2 separate regions of the Mus musculus genome follow, and region 2 is linked to region 1. Evidence: chromatin contacts called from public Hi-C data. All regions are on one chromosome and are shown on one strand. Each heading gives the region's core, a stretch centred on a gene start, on an enhancer-like site or on the middle of the called end of the contact. The rest is flanking DNA. Distances are from core to core; before and after follow the strand shown.

Region 1 (6,643 bases), core at 841-3,340:
CCATCACAGTTCATTTACATTTGTGGTAGGCACAGTGTAGTGTTAATTTAATAGATATTTTCCCCCTCATTTTCCATTGAGTGTTCTCATTTCATTGTACAGAGAATTGTTATTTACCATAAAATTAATTCTCAAAATTCAAAAGTATCAATTTTTTAAACTTAAAAAAAAAACAAAAAACAAAAAAACAAAAAACAGAAGCGGCCATTCCTTCTGAATTCCCAAAGGAAAACGCTACTAAAGATTTCCGTCTGCCCGTTAAGCTCTGACAGAAAATTCCAGAGTTTAAACTTGTGGCCCGAAGTGTAGGATAGTCTGTTTGTGCAGCTGTGTGACATCCTGATTCACTGACGTGCACAGCATCCCCTAGACTTGCTACAGGGTATTCTACAGATTAAATAAAGTCATTCATGTATGGGGATTAATGGGATTCCGATTGAGTGGGCAAAGGGTCATTTTGTGAATGTAAAAAAAAATCAAATTTAATAAAAACACAAAGTATTTTAATTTTTGAAAACCATTACAGCCATGATAAGCAAAGGTTTCTTTACCAACAGATGAGGGGTTGGTATAGGAACAAGAAGTGGCTAAAGGAATGAAAACTAAGACAGGAACCAAGCAGTCTCTGACCTTGCTACCCTCAGGCCCTTAGCATCTCCTACAGCAACTCCAGACTCTGGGGTGAATGAAGGGTTGCTGGACTCGGGAAAAGAAGACAATTCCTGTACATTCTTTGTGGACAACCTGCCAAGTAAGACAGAGTTTCACCTCATTGGTTTGGGGATAATGATCACCCTGTTTAGGCTGAGCACACACAGATGGATGAAAATTAGGGGAGAAAATGAAAGGTCTTATATATAAAATATTAAGTTAAACAAAACAAAACAAAATGTAGCCCTGGTGAATTGGGTATATAATCACCAATATATAGGAAGCCAGGAGGATTTCAAGTTCAAATTCTTGCTGGGTTACACAGACTGAGTTCAATAGTAGTCTGGACAATTTAGTAACACCCTATCTCAATACAGAAAAGAAACAAAAAAGATTAGGGAAGGGGCTAGGGAGATTGCCCAGTTAGTAATGTGCTTGCTAGACAAGTTTGAAAGCCTGAGTTTGGAACCCCAGGACCCATGTAAAAAGCTGGATGTGGTGGCACCTCTGCATTGGGGAGGTGAAGGCAGACGGACCTCTGGGACTTGCTTGATAGCTTAGCAGTACAGGTGATCTTTATACTCAGTGGGAGACTCTGTCTCAGAAAATATGGTACACAAATAGTGATGAGGACCCATGACGATGTTATCTACAGGTATGTGCCCCCCCCCTCTCTGTGTGTGTGTGTGTGTGTGTGTGTGTGTGTGTGTGTGCAGGCTTGGGATATAGACCGATCCTATATAGAATGCCAGCCTAGTATGTAAAAGGCCCTAGATTCAATCACATTATTTTAATAAACAAAAAAGTGCATAAATAAAAATAAAATCTAGTCAATAACATAATTTAAAGTCCATGGCCAAATTTTCATTCACCCAAAATCATGGAAAGTTTCCCATAGGATGAATAGGGCAGAAATATCAACAGACCAGCCAAAAGAAAGGTGGGTACGATCTCTTAAAATGTTTTATAGTATGTATGTATGTATGTATGTATGTATGAATGTATGTATCATCTATCTATCTATCTATCTATCTATCTATCTATGCATCTATCTATCTTCTATCATCTCCAACTATTACCTAGTAACCTCATCAAGTCTCCAAAGCAGGTATCTGCTAAGAAACTGTTGGCCACACATAATCCTGGATTATTTCCTGGAGACAGACATGAACTTTGCAGGCATATAGAGAGAAAACAGGATGCTGGAAGAGAGATCCCACAGAGGAGGATTTATGTCGATTCGTCATGCAGGGTCCCAAGGCTCCAGATTTATATCCTCGTGGTCCGGCCTCAGAGATGAGTGCAAACAAGCCAGGCATTTGAACTTGGAGCAGCAAATGGAAAGGACTGAGGATGATGGATGGATCTCAGGGATGCAGCAGAGGAAGGAGAGGAGCTGCCTAGAGGTCTCCACGGCCCCAACCTCTACAGAGTGTGGGAGCTGTTAGGCGGAGAGTGAACTTAGGGGAAATACTGTTAGGCTGTGTTTAGATCCCATGAACCTCAGGTGTTGGCAGGACATCTGGGGGAAGATGTCCAAAGACAGTCAGGACTGCATTACTGACACACTAGGCAAGAAGTTGGAGTTGAATTTGGTGGAGTCTTCCAAACAAAAGCAGCTGCAGAGGGATGAAGATAAACTCAGGGAAACAATTACATTGGGAACAAGTAAGCTCTGTGCAATAAGAAACCTTGAACGTTTTTTGGCACCGATGATGATTGAGCCCAGGAAAAGATCTGTTTGCTGTTTGTTTAAATGCATAAAGTGTGAAGGGAGCTGAAGCACAAACACGGTCTGAGAAGGCCCCGGGGTTGGAGAGGTGAAAAGGTCCAGGGAAGAGGGCTGCAGAGCCATGCTAGCCAGATTGCTTGTCCAGCCGTGCGCAGACCAAAGACAGACTAACTTCCTTAGGGTGGCAACAAGACTTGCAGTGGTGGGGAGAATCTGAACCTCATCTGGTGACTATGAGGTCACCAGGAAGTCAGGAGATGATGTCAACAAAGGCACGTTCAAGAACACTCACCAGATGACACAACTTCACATGAAGATGTGCACACCCTAGAGCAAGATGGTGGCAAGTAGCACAGAGAGCCTGGGAGAGGTCAATTCTACCCTTTGTGTAGGATTGCCACTAAAGAGCAATGTGTGTGTGTGTGTGTGTGTAGGGATAAGGCTGGGTTGAAATGTAGCTCAGTTGGTATACTACTAACCCAGTTTTCAAAAAGCTCTGGCCTCCATCCCCAGTGCTATGGAACCCAGGAGTGGTGGCATACACCAGCAATACCAGCAATCTAATGGATGTGGGAAGATTCGAAGTTCAAGACCATCCTTGGCTACATAGTGAGCTCAAGTACACGGCAGCTATGCAAACAAACAAAATAATAATAATTAAAAAGCCAGGGTAGGATTATTGCTAGAAAGCAATTACCAGGGAAAGCCAGGTTTGGGGCTGACCAGAAAAGGAAGACGTCTACAAAAAGATGGAGATGTGGAAGGAAGTACTGAGTACAGAATGGAAGCATTTCATCATGATTAATTCACAAGCAACTCTCGGAGCACTGGGCAGGGAGCTGATGAAAGAACTTGGCGGGCAGGATCTCTGCCTGAAGGAGCAGCGAGCCAGCAAGGGAGGATGCCGACAGTCAAGTGGTCATTCAATGTAGACCGATGGTGTGCTAGGAGGGCAGGCACAGGACAGTGCTGCTGGGCCCACTGTGATGCCACCGAGGGTTCCCATGACAGGCACGACATGAATCGGTCTCCAAACTATGAGTCACAATTTGGAGTGAAATTACTCAAGGGCTTTAGCCTAATTTCATCACGCTGCCTAACAGGTGGGGAAATACCCTGTTCAAATTAAACAGGAAGCTATTGAAAAGTAGCAGAAGGAGATTAACATTCCGCAGTTGGTACAGCTAGTTCTCCTGAGAGGGAGGAACAATCCCACCAATTAAAAATCATCTTATAACAGTGATGCCTTTACTGCTGATCTGGATTTTTTTCCACTGCAGTGTAGCCATTAAGGGTATTTCACTTGCAAAATATCCCATTTTGGTTTCTTTAAAATGACGTGTGGGTTCACTGAGCATTCTGGCAAACAAATTGTACCAGCTGCACTTGGGTATAACCCCAAACTCAAAGCCCCTGAATCCAATCTGGACACTATCCAGGCAACTGGCTCATTCCAAAATTCTTTTCTCATAGTGTGTTTATTAAGAATTTCAATACCGAAGGCACCCTAAATATGCATGAGAAAGCTGGGGACTCCATCTGTAACTGAAACTTACAAGTGGCTGGATGCAATTCACTAATGTCTTCAAAAGACATACAAATAATTACTAAGTGAGCAAGGAGAAAAAAATTCATCTCCTTCCTTAAAAATGTATGTGTCTGGGTCAAGGGTCATGCATGCCCATGTGCACACGGGCAAGCCAGAGGACCAACCTCAAACATCATGATGTGGGTAGCATCCACTTCACTTTTATTCTTTCTTTATTGGAAATAATTTTTCTATACAATATATTCTGATCCCAGATTCCCCTCCATCAGCTCCCCAAAATCTGTCCCACCTCTCTACCCATCCAACCCTGCCCCGTCTTCTCTCTCTCTCTCTTTAGAAAACAAAATAGGCAAAAGAATAAAGAAATAAAGCAGAATAAAACAAAACAGGAAAAATAGAAAAAGCATGAGACACTCAGGTATACACACACACATGCACACATGTATACACACACACTCACATACATACACACTAGTGTGCATGCACATACACACACACACACACACACACACACACACACACACACATGCATGCACACGTATATACACACAAACCCCATAAAAACATAATAGGAGAAACCATGAAGCAAAAGAGCTGTAATGTTAAAACCAAAGTGCAAACATAACATTATGAGACAAAACAGCTCCCAAAGTCTCATGGAGTTAGTTTTGTGTTGACCAGCTACTGCTAGGCATGGGGCATAGGTTTGATTTGTATACCCAGTGAGACTCTACTGAAAAAAAAAAAACTGATTTTTTTTTCCTTGAGAGCAGCTGTCAGTTGGAGATAGCTTGTTACCCATCCGGATTATTTGTGAAGACAGGGTCTGTCACTCTCACTAATTAGGCAAACCGGTATGACCAATGAGACCCAGGGATGTGCGCTCCTACTTCCACCTCTCCAGCACTGGATTTCCAGTGGGTGACGCCACTCCTGGCTTTTTGGTTGATTGGTTCTGCAGTGTGAACTCCATTTCCCCATGCTTGCAAGCACTTTACTGTCTTAGCCATCTCCCCAACCCAGGGCCACCTCTTTATGAAGAAGAAATATGTACCCTTACCATCTAGTCTTATCAGGTCAGGAACCAAATAGGCTTTTCCTGGCCTTCCATACTGTACCTATGTCACAGAAAATTCTGGTTAATGTTTATAAATAAATACCTAACCCAGGGAGGAAATATGGCAGCCAATTCCCAGGGCCTGGCCTAACTAGGTCAGGACTTATTTTATCAGGTCTTCAGGTTTTTCACTCAGAAGAAATTATTCCCAACAGTGTGTTCCTGTATAACTCAAAATATTTTGAAAGATAATATAACAAACACTAATGTCTGAAACTGGAAAACTATCAAAGACAGCAGGAAGGATGATGCATGCTCTTAAGAATGGCTTAGACTTGGCTGACACATTTCTTCAGGTGAACAAATGCCTAACTGCTGCTTGGGAAGGGATGTGGAGACACTTCATCAAAGGCACATCGCTGAAAACCATCCAGAAGGATCTCTATTGAGAAATCTCTACTTCCCTCACAGTGAGCACAAAACAATAATTTCCTCCCAAGCACAATCAAGGCCACACCACTGACAGCCCCAAACTTTCTAAGCAGGCCCAAGAACAGCTCCTATTGTCTTGGTTTCATCTCCTTCTTCTGATGAGGGGAGTCATAAAAAAGGTATCTCTATCATTAAAAATACAAACAAACAAACAAACAAAACCAGAAAGAAGCCACTACTTAGAAGGCAGAAGCAGGAAGATCTTGAACTTTCTGGTCTGGCTGATCAGGACAGCTTGGTCTATATAGTGAACCACAAGACAGACAGAGCTGTGTAGAGAAACAACATATGTTGTCTGGAAAAAAATAACAAAACAAACGAGAGAGAGAGAGAGAGAGAGAGAGAGAGAGAGAGAGAGAGAGAGAGAGAGAGAGAGAGAATGAAAGACTAAGAAAGGAAGGAAGGGAGAGAGAGAAAGGGAAAGCAAAGGACAGGACAGGACAGGGAACGGGAAAGGGAAAGGGAAAGGGAAAGGGAAAGGGAAAGGGAAAGGGAAAGGGAAAGGGAAAGGGAAAGGGAAAGGGAAAGGGAAAGGGAAAGGGAAAGGAGGGGAGGGGAGGAGAGGGGAGGGGAGGGGAGGAGAAACAAGAAAGAATTGGAGTGAGAGAAGTGGAAATTATGTAAATACAGAACTCACGTATGAAATTCTAAAATCACAAATTTTCTAACCTAAAAAGATCAACACAAAGGCAAACTGTTGATGTAAATGGGACTGGAATCTACCTCGCTTTGGTTGTTGATGTAGATGGGACTGGAATCTACCTTACTTTGGTCTCTCTGCTTCGCAAGGAATCACACAGACGACTCTGAATCTCACAGACAACCAAGAAAGCAAACCCCAACTGCACACTGTATTTTAACCTAAAATTAAAATTTCATTTTCCCATTATTATGGGTGGCTCAAGTCAATACTTGCTTTTTTAAGTCACTAAGTACTTGAGAAATATGTTGCTCTCCAAGATGAAGCTGTTCTGGGGTTGTGGTGAATGGCTGGTAATGTACTATAATGTGCCCAACGTCATTCTTTCAGACTAACCTTTGGCCCAGAGTTTCTGACACAATCTCAGTAGAGCTCCTCTCCTGAAAGTCAGTCTGCTGCTTCTTAGCTCTACACTACAGTGTCCAAAGAAGTCAGCGAATGGTCTGTCTTCTTCAATCCTTC
Region 2 (6,722 bases), core at 1,922-4,421, 73 kb after region 1:
AACAAAACAAAGTTCCTCTAACATTCTCTGAGAATTGAGAACTGCTAAAACCTGGCATACAATCTCTCCAGACATTACAATATGCAAACAGTAACTGCTTCTACAAAATCAGTTTTTATAGCATATTCACATTAGCTGATTTTTGTTCAAGAGTTCAGAATTATTTTCCCCTCATTTGTGTATTGTGGTTAAAGAATTTTTTTTCCATCCCCCATATCAGGAGTAAGAGACAATTTCAGCACGTTGATGCATGTTAGTCACAGCTAGCCTCTCTTCTTAGGAAAGGTATTTGAAATGTTCATAGACAACAGATAAACAGTGTCACTAACTGGTGACTCCTTCAGATTGAAGACTGCACTCTTTCCACTCAATTCTCTTTTTTTTTGTGGAGTTTCAAAAAGTCTCATTCCACTGATAGAGCAAATCTGCCTTTAGACCACTTTGAAGATGCATGCCCAGTTCTTCTTGAGCTTTCAAATCCAATGCCCTCACTACTGTAATTATTATATATCTTATCTTCTCTCACAAGGAACCTCTACAAAAATATATTCTTTTAAACTTATACATTTGTCTTAATGCCAGTCAAAGAGGAAAAAACAAGATCAAGATTCAATAGAGCTGTTTCTGGAAAAGCAAATCTCTTATCAACATGATTCCCACGGCTTTGGGCCTCTCTGCTTTCCCCTGTATTTCTCCCAGCTCTCCTTTCCTCCTTAGATGTTCTAAGGCTGTGTAATGAGAGGGTATAAATATACTATTGTGCTCTGCAGAACATCCTGCAGCCTGGTAACAATGGCAGCAAGCAGAGCATCTGCCAGCATATGTTATGTCCTTACAACGTGTCACCTACTGTGAGCCTTCAGAAGAACAAGGGGAGACCACTTAGTCCCTGAGCTGCTGCCTGCAAAGCAAGGAGACCAGATGTATGGGAGGAGAATGAGGCGGCTGTGGAGCAGCCCAGGGCACTGAGAACACAGAGTGCAGAGGATAAGGTGCAGCGACTCAGATGTTGGAGTCCCAGGTCTGTACAACTAGAGGTGGTAAGGCTGTTGGGGACACAGAAAGACGTGGAAGACAGGATACTTTGTGCAAAGCCTTTGAGTGTTGGTTCAAGACAAAGGTGTAGACAGGATCCTTGCAGATCTCTAAACAGGAGGGGGAGCTAATATTAAAAGATTGCCCTTTGGTTCGAGCCTCAGCATGGCATGTTAAGAACTAGGGAGTAAACCAAGCTGTGTCACTAACTCAAGGGAAACTATTTTGACCCTCAGTGGAGTCTGTTTGCTCTTCTTAACTTGGACAGAACTCCTTGGGCTTTAACTGTCTGTTTTCTCAAACCACAAAAGAGGAGAAAACAGAAGATGAAAAGGAGGGTCTGTGCCTTGGAGCTGTAGAAGGAAGAACAGGGCAAGGTGAAGTACACAGGGGCCAGAGCAGGCAGGTGTATCTGTGAGTTGATGCTACTAAAGACTTAGAATTCCGGCAGGAGCTCAGTGAGTCATTGAGTCATGTTATCTTCAGTATGAGAGCCGCTACAACAAACAACATACTAAGGATGAGGAAAGGGAGACCCAGGGAGAAGCTCTAGGCCAGCTCTCAGAACACCGTCAGGAACTGCATGGTTTTTGAATTCTACATCTGGTGTTTTGGGTTATTTCATACTATTTCAAATGTTGGGATTATGTTTAAGCAGAAAATATGAGTGATGTGACTAAATGTGAGAGTTGCATTTTAAGAATAATTTTAATTCAAATAGAAATCCAAGTGCTCGCTGATGAGGTAGAATAAGGGAGCAGAGGGACTGTCCTTTCCCAAGGATGCTGAGAAGGAACCAGGGGTGTTAGGAACTTGGCTTGACGTGTGTGTGTGTGTGTGTGTGTGTGTGTGTGTGTGTGTGTGTGTGTATGTGTCTGTGTGTCTGTATGTCTGTGTGTTTGTGTATCTATATATGTGTTCTGTGTGGATGTGTCTGTGTGGATGCCTGTGTGCCTGTGTGCCTGTGTGTCTGTGTGTTCTGTCTGTGTGTCTATATGTGTGTCTGTGTATCTATATATGTGTTCTGTGTGGATGTGTCTATGTGTCTACCTGTGTGTATGTATGTGTGTATGTGTGTGTCTATATATGTGTTTTGTGTAGGTGTGTCTGTGTATATGCCTGTGTGTCTCTGTGTGTGTGTGTGTCTATATGTGTGTTCTGTATGGATATGTCTATGTGTATGCCTGTGTGTATGTCTGTGTGTCTGTGTGTGTGTATTTCTATTTATGTGTTTTGTGTGGGTGTGTCTGTGTGTCTGTTTGTCTATATATGTGTTTTGTGTGGGTTTGTCTGTGTTTCTGTGTGTCTGTGTGTGTGTGTATGTCTGTGTCTCTGTGTGTGTTGTACAGGCACATGTATGTACAGACACAACATGGAGGGCATATGTGGCATGAGTGACGTGCATGTGATATCACTTCTCCCTACCTCTGTGTGGTTTCTGGAATCAAACTCGGCCACCATATTTATTCATCAATCACCTTGACCCACTGAGGCATTGTGAAACCTCTCTTCCTCAGTGTTCTTTGTTGCTAGTGTACACCAAATGGCATCTGTTTCCCCGTGCTTTTCTGCTAACCTCCTCATGAACGTGACATTGAACTTGACCTTCCCCCATAGTCTGCCCATTCTCTGTCCACCTCTCCATTGCTACTCTGTAACTGGATCTCTATGCTCGATCCCCACATGAAATGACAAGGCTTTCTCTGCTCTTTCAACTCCTGATCTTTCCCTATGTAAATACTATTTCCTTATCAGCCACCTACCTGCAATATAAATACTTGCCCATCATGTGTGGTCCCCTAATTAATAAACCACAGACAGAATCTCCAGTCCCTGGTTATCTGATTGCATATCCTTTTTTCCACTTCAAGATCATAGACTGGAATGGTTATATTTCATAGACACTATGACCAAAGCCATTTGTCTGTCCACTTCAGAGACAGCCTTTGTGGCTAGCACAAATGTAAACTCATCTCCCTAAAAGAAAAACACATTGCCTGCAGCCCAAAGGGCAAAGTGCAGTTGGTTCTCCCTTTTATGAAAGGTGGTGGGAATCTGGTTTGGCGTGGTTAGGCCTTGTGGGTTGGCAGACAGCCAAGCATGTGCTGGACTGAACACGGATTTTACATGTCATGGCAACATTTTCCATGTGGAGTTAAGCTGAGCGTGAGGCTGCTCTCTGGAGGCAGGGGAGGGAGTTCTCTGCCTTAATCTCATATCTGTTTGAGCAGAACCAAAGCTTTGAGGTGTTTACATAAATTTCTGTGGAGCTGTGAGAAGGAAGCTATATTTGTAATCACTTTCAAAGATGAAAGGGACATTTGCTGAAACATGTAAAACATTTAAGAAAAAAAAATCTTCATTTATTTCCAGCTCCCCGTTAAAACGTGGAGTTGGGGTCTCAAGTTTGTTTTAAAATAACCCAGGCACACAAAAGTACATTAGGAGATTTTATAGTTTTGATGTTCCCTGGGAACCTTTCCTGAGACTGGGAGAAAGAAAACCCACATCTGTTAGTGTAAGGGACACTTTTGTTTACAGAGTGTTACGGCTAATGACAAAAACTGACATAAGCCAGGAAATTTAGAGGCTGGAGGTGATGCCTCGTGCTAAATGTACACTCCAGGAATCCTGGTTTTCTACAGAGTCTGCATTTTAAAGACAAAGTTGGCTCTAATTTTCAACTATCTGGCTTCTTTCAAGCGCTGTGACAGTCAGGCTATTTAAACACATGCCTTTGAACTTCCTTAATTTCAAAAAAGTGACCCACAGGTTAATGAGCACTGTAAGATGCTTATTGTTTAAGCCATTCAGTTGGCTCACCCAACTCTCCATGTCTGTTCTGAGGACCATGAAGTAAACAAGATGGATGGTTGGAAGGCTGAAGCGCCACACAGGAAACCCAAGATTTCTCATTCTGTATACCACGCTGACCATTCTCAAAGGTCAAAGTTAGTAACGTTCCGCTTTATCCTTTTATTAAAAATGCTCCCATGTTAAGCTGCTTTTAGACATGGATGTCTGCCAAATTTCCATTACTAAGAAAATAACACCCAAGTCTATGAAATGCAGATCAGTACGTAGCAGGTGATAAATTAAAAGCAAGCGGTGTGGATAGAGTTTCACACAAGCCTCGGTAAGGGAAAGAGAGCCAGTGAGTGTTTTTCCATAGGAAGTGGATCAAGTGAATGAGGGTTCTTGTGGTGAATTCTTGTTCCGCTCGACTGCAACAGTTTTGTGGGAGTTGCTCCATGTTTACAGTTTCATGCAAACCTCTAGCGGGACCTGGCAGAACATTTTTGCACACAGCAGAAGAACTTTATGATTCTGGGGTAGCAGTGTGCTTTCACATCAGCAATGATCAAGTGTCTTAACACATAAAGCAGGAGATACCTATATTGTTGGAGGCGGGTTATTTTATGTGTCCTGCTAAGGACACATATCAACTCATTCACAGCGTGAATCATTTGCTTACTTTGAAACAGGGTCCCACTATGCAGTTCAGGCAGGCGTCAAACTTAGCCTTGTCCTACCTTAACCTCCCAAGTTGCTGGGGTTTCTGGGGTTCCTGGTGTGGGCCACCAGGCGAACCACACTGTTTATAGGAAGAAGACATACCAGATCTGGGTGTGACACAGGATGCTTTTCCAGAAAGCAGCAGCAGAATGAATAAGAGCTAAGACTGTAGTATCCAGAGTTGGGGTATAAGGTACATCTGTGCCCGTGTAACTTTGAAGATGAAAGCAAGATCTGGATTGCAGCCTTGACTGCCCAACCCTAGGACTCTTCTCCAGGCTGAATGCTTCATCCCTCCAAACACTTAGAGTCAAAAACCCTCTCCATCTGCACGTTCTTAACTGTCTGGCATTATTAAGTCAAATTCTAAAAGATGATTTTAGTTGGTTGCATTGTTCTCATTGGAAGATATGTATTAAGTTTGTTGTAAAAGCATCATTTATTAATCAACACACCAGAAAGGTAAGCTTTCAAATGAATCTATACTATAATATTGGGTAAAATGATCTGAAATTTATTCTGGGATATGTGTGCATTGTATGGTGTGTGTTGGGTGTGTCAGAAGCAGACATGTAAGGCAGGACAGATCCTATGTCTTTGTTAATTAGAAGCAGAACATCTGTGGTTATAGATACAGGAAAGAGGAAGTACAGCATCAGTATCTAATTGGTGCCAATCAACCCATACCTACCCAACAGCCAACAGCTCACTCAGTTAACAACAGTCAATCATAGAAGCACATCTCGGGGGAGGTCTGATAGAGTTTCTACTGTGGTCTTTACTTTTAACATTTAAGACTTCCTGAGAGACACACAAGGGGAGACATATAGGAAGCTGGTGACATAGGCTTTTTATATCACCCCTCTTTCCTCAGGTCTGTTATGTCACCAAGAAACAATTATTCTACCTTAGCCATTTCCTTGAACCCACTTTTCATGGAAGTGGGTTAAGTCCTAAGCACAAATTCTCAGGTAGACTGTCTTTTATTGGTGAGGAGAGAAACACAGAAAACAAGCTGGGAGAGAGGGAAGCCAGGAGGAAGATGGAGAGAGGGAGGAGGAGAAAGGGAGAGAGGGAGGGAGGGAGTGGGGGAGGGAGGGAGGAAGAAAGGGAGGGAGAAAGGGAGGGAGAAAGGGAGGTGGGGGGAGGGAGGGAGACAGAGAGAGAGGGAAGGAGGAAGAAATGGAGAGAGAGGGAAGGGAGGCTTGGAGTAGGGAGTATGGCGGGGAGAGAGGAGGAGGGAGGAAGGAGGAGGATGGCGGAGGGGGGAGGAGGAGGGAGGGAGGGAGGGAGGAGATACTCCCATGATGGTTCTCACATGGGTCACTCTATCAGATTAGTATGGGTAGACTATCTACAAAACCCAACATTTTACACCCTGTCCCCCCAGAATCTTCCAGCATTTGTCCATTGTGGAACACAGGGGCTGGCACTTCTGACAGCACGTACCAAGTGTTTCTCACAGATGTCCAGAGTTTAGAACAAACCCCTCAACTCTGAAAGACACAAAAGATGTCTAAGGGATGACATCTACCCTTAAGACTTTGCTGTCCATTTGGAAGAAGGTTCTGAATAGTCTGCACTGTCAAACTCCACACACTTTAAGAAACACCCAGGGGAGGCTGGGGTTGGGAGGAAAGATGTTAAAAGCAGGACTGTGGGGTTGAACTGATAGTAAATTTCCTCTCCCTCTCCCTTCTCCTCTTCCTCTCTCTCTACCTCTCCCTCTCCCTCCCCCTCCTCTTTTCCCCTCCCCTTCTCCCTCCTGCTCCTTCTGTAATGCCTGCTTTTAAGAACTGGTTGTGTGGATTTCATCTCAGGAGCTTCCCTTCCTGCCCTTCCAAATATTGACATGTCTTGAGTTCATCAGGTACAATCACATCACCTCTTTACCTAAAACCTTTCAAAGGCTCCTGAGAACTGATGGAACAGATGCCTCACTTCCGGACTCTTTGTAAGCATCCTCAAGTGGCTCAGCTTCATCTGGGCCCCTTCCTCATGGCTCTCATCTGTTCCCAACGACACTGGCCTAGACTTTTGTTGTACAAACACCATGGCCAGTTTGCTTCTGGGCAACTTGTACTTTTGCAATCCTGACCCTATCTGGAGCTTTCCCTGATGGTCCTGTGTAGAGCAATACTCAAGTGAAGCCATTCTCTATCTAAATATAT

What was found. Hi-C and Micro-C count contacts between places; a contact is called where the count stands out from the background.
Region 2: a Hi-C map of uterus shows a contact between it and region 1, with 4 times the contacts expected there. The contact joins two enhancer-like sites. A contact is called at or near these places in 1 of 15 datasets of contacts at CTCF or cohesin (the NIH/3T3 cell line), 4 of 484 Hi-C or Micro-C datasets (embryonic stem cells and uterus), 1 of 115 datasets of contacts at active chromatin or transcription factors (embryonic stem cells) and 3 of 9 other capture datasets (adipose tissue, liver and pancreatic islet).

Annotation. Positions count from the first base shown.
Region 1 is chr10:13,301,426-13,308,068 of GRCm38.p6, forward strand. All of the region lies in intron 1 of Phactr2 (phosphatase and actin regulator 2), which reads right to left. Among named protein-coding and RNA genes, the nearest start is that of Gm46211, 78 kb to the left of the region's middle. Within about 2 kb of position 2,091, at least 73 of the 459 cell types and tissues checked have an H3K27ac peak or open chromatin away from gene starts, as enhancers often do. A contact at or near this core is called in uterus, where this site is marked.
Region 2 is chr10:13,372,915-13,379,636 of GRCm38.p6, forward strand. All of the region lies in intron 1 of Phactr2 (phosphatase and actin regulator 2), which reads right to left. Among named protein-coding and RNA genes, the nearest start is that of Phactr2, 98 kb to the right of the region's middle. Within about 2 kb of position 3,172, at least 29 of the 459 cell types and tissues checked have an H3K27ac peak or open chromatin away from gene starts, as enhancers often do. A contact at or near this core is called in uterus, where this site is marked.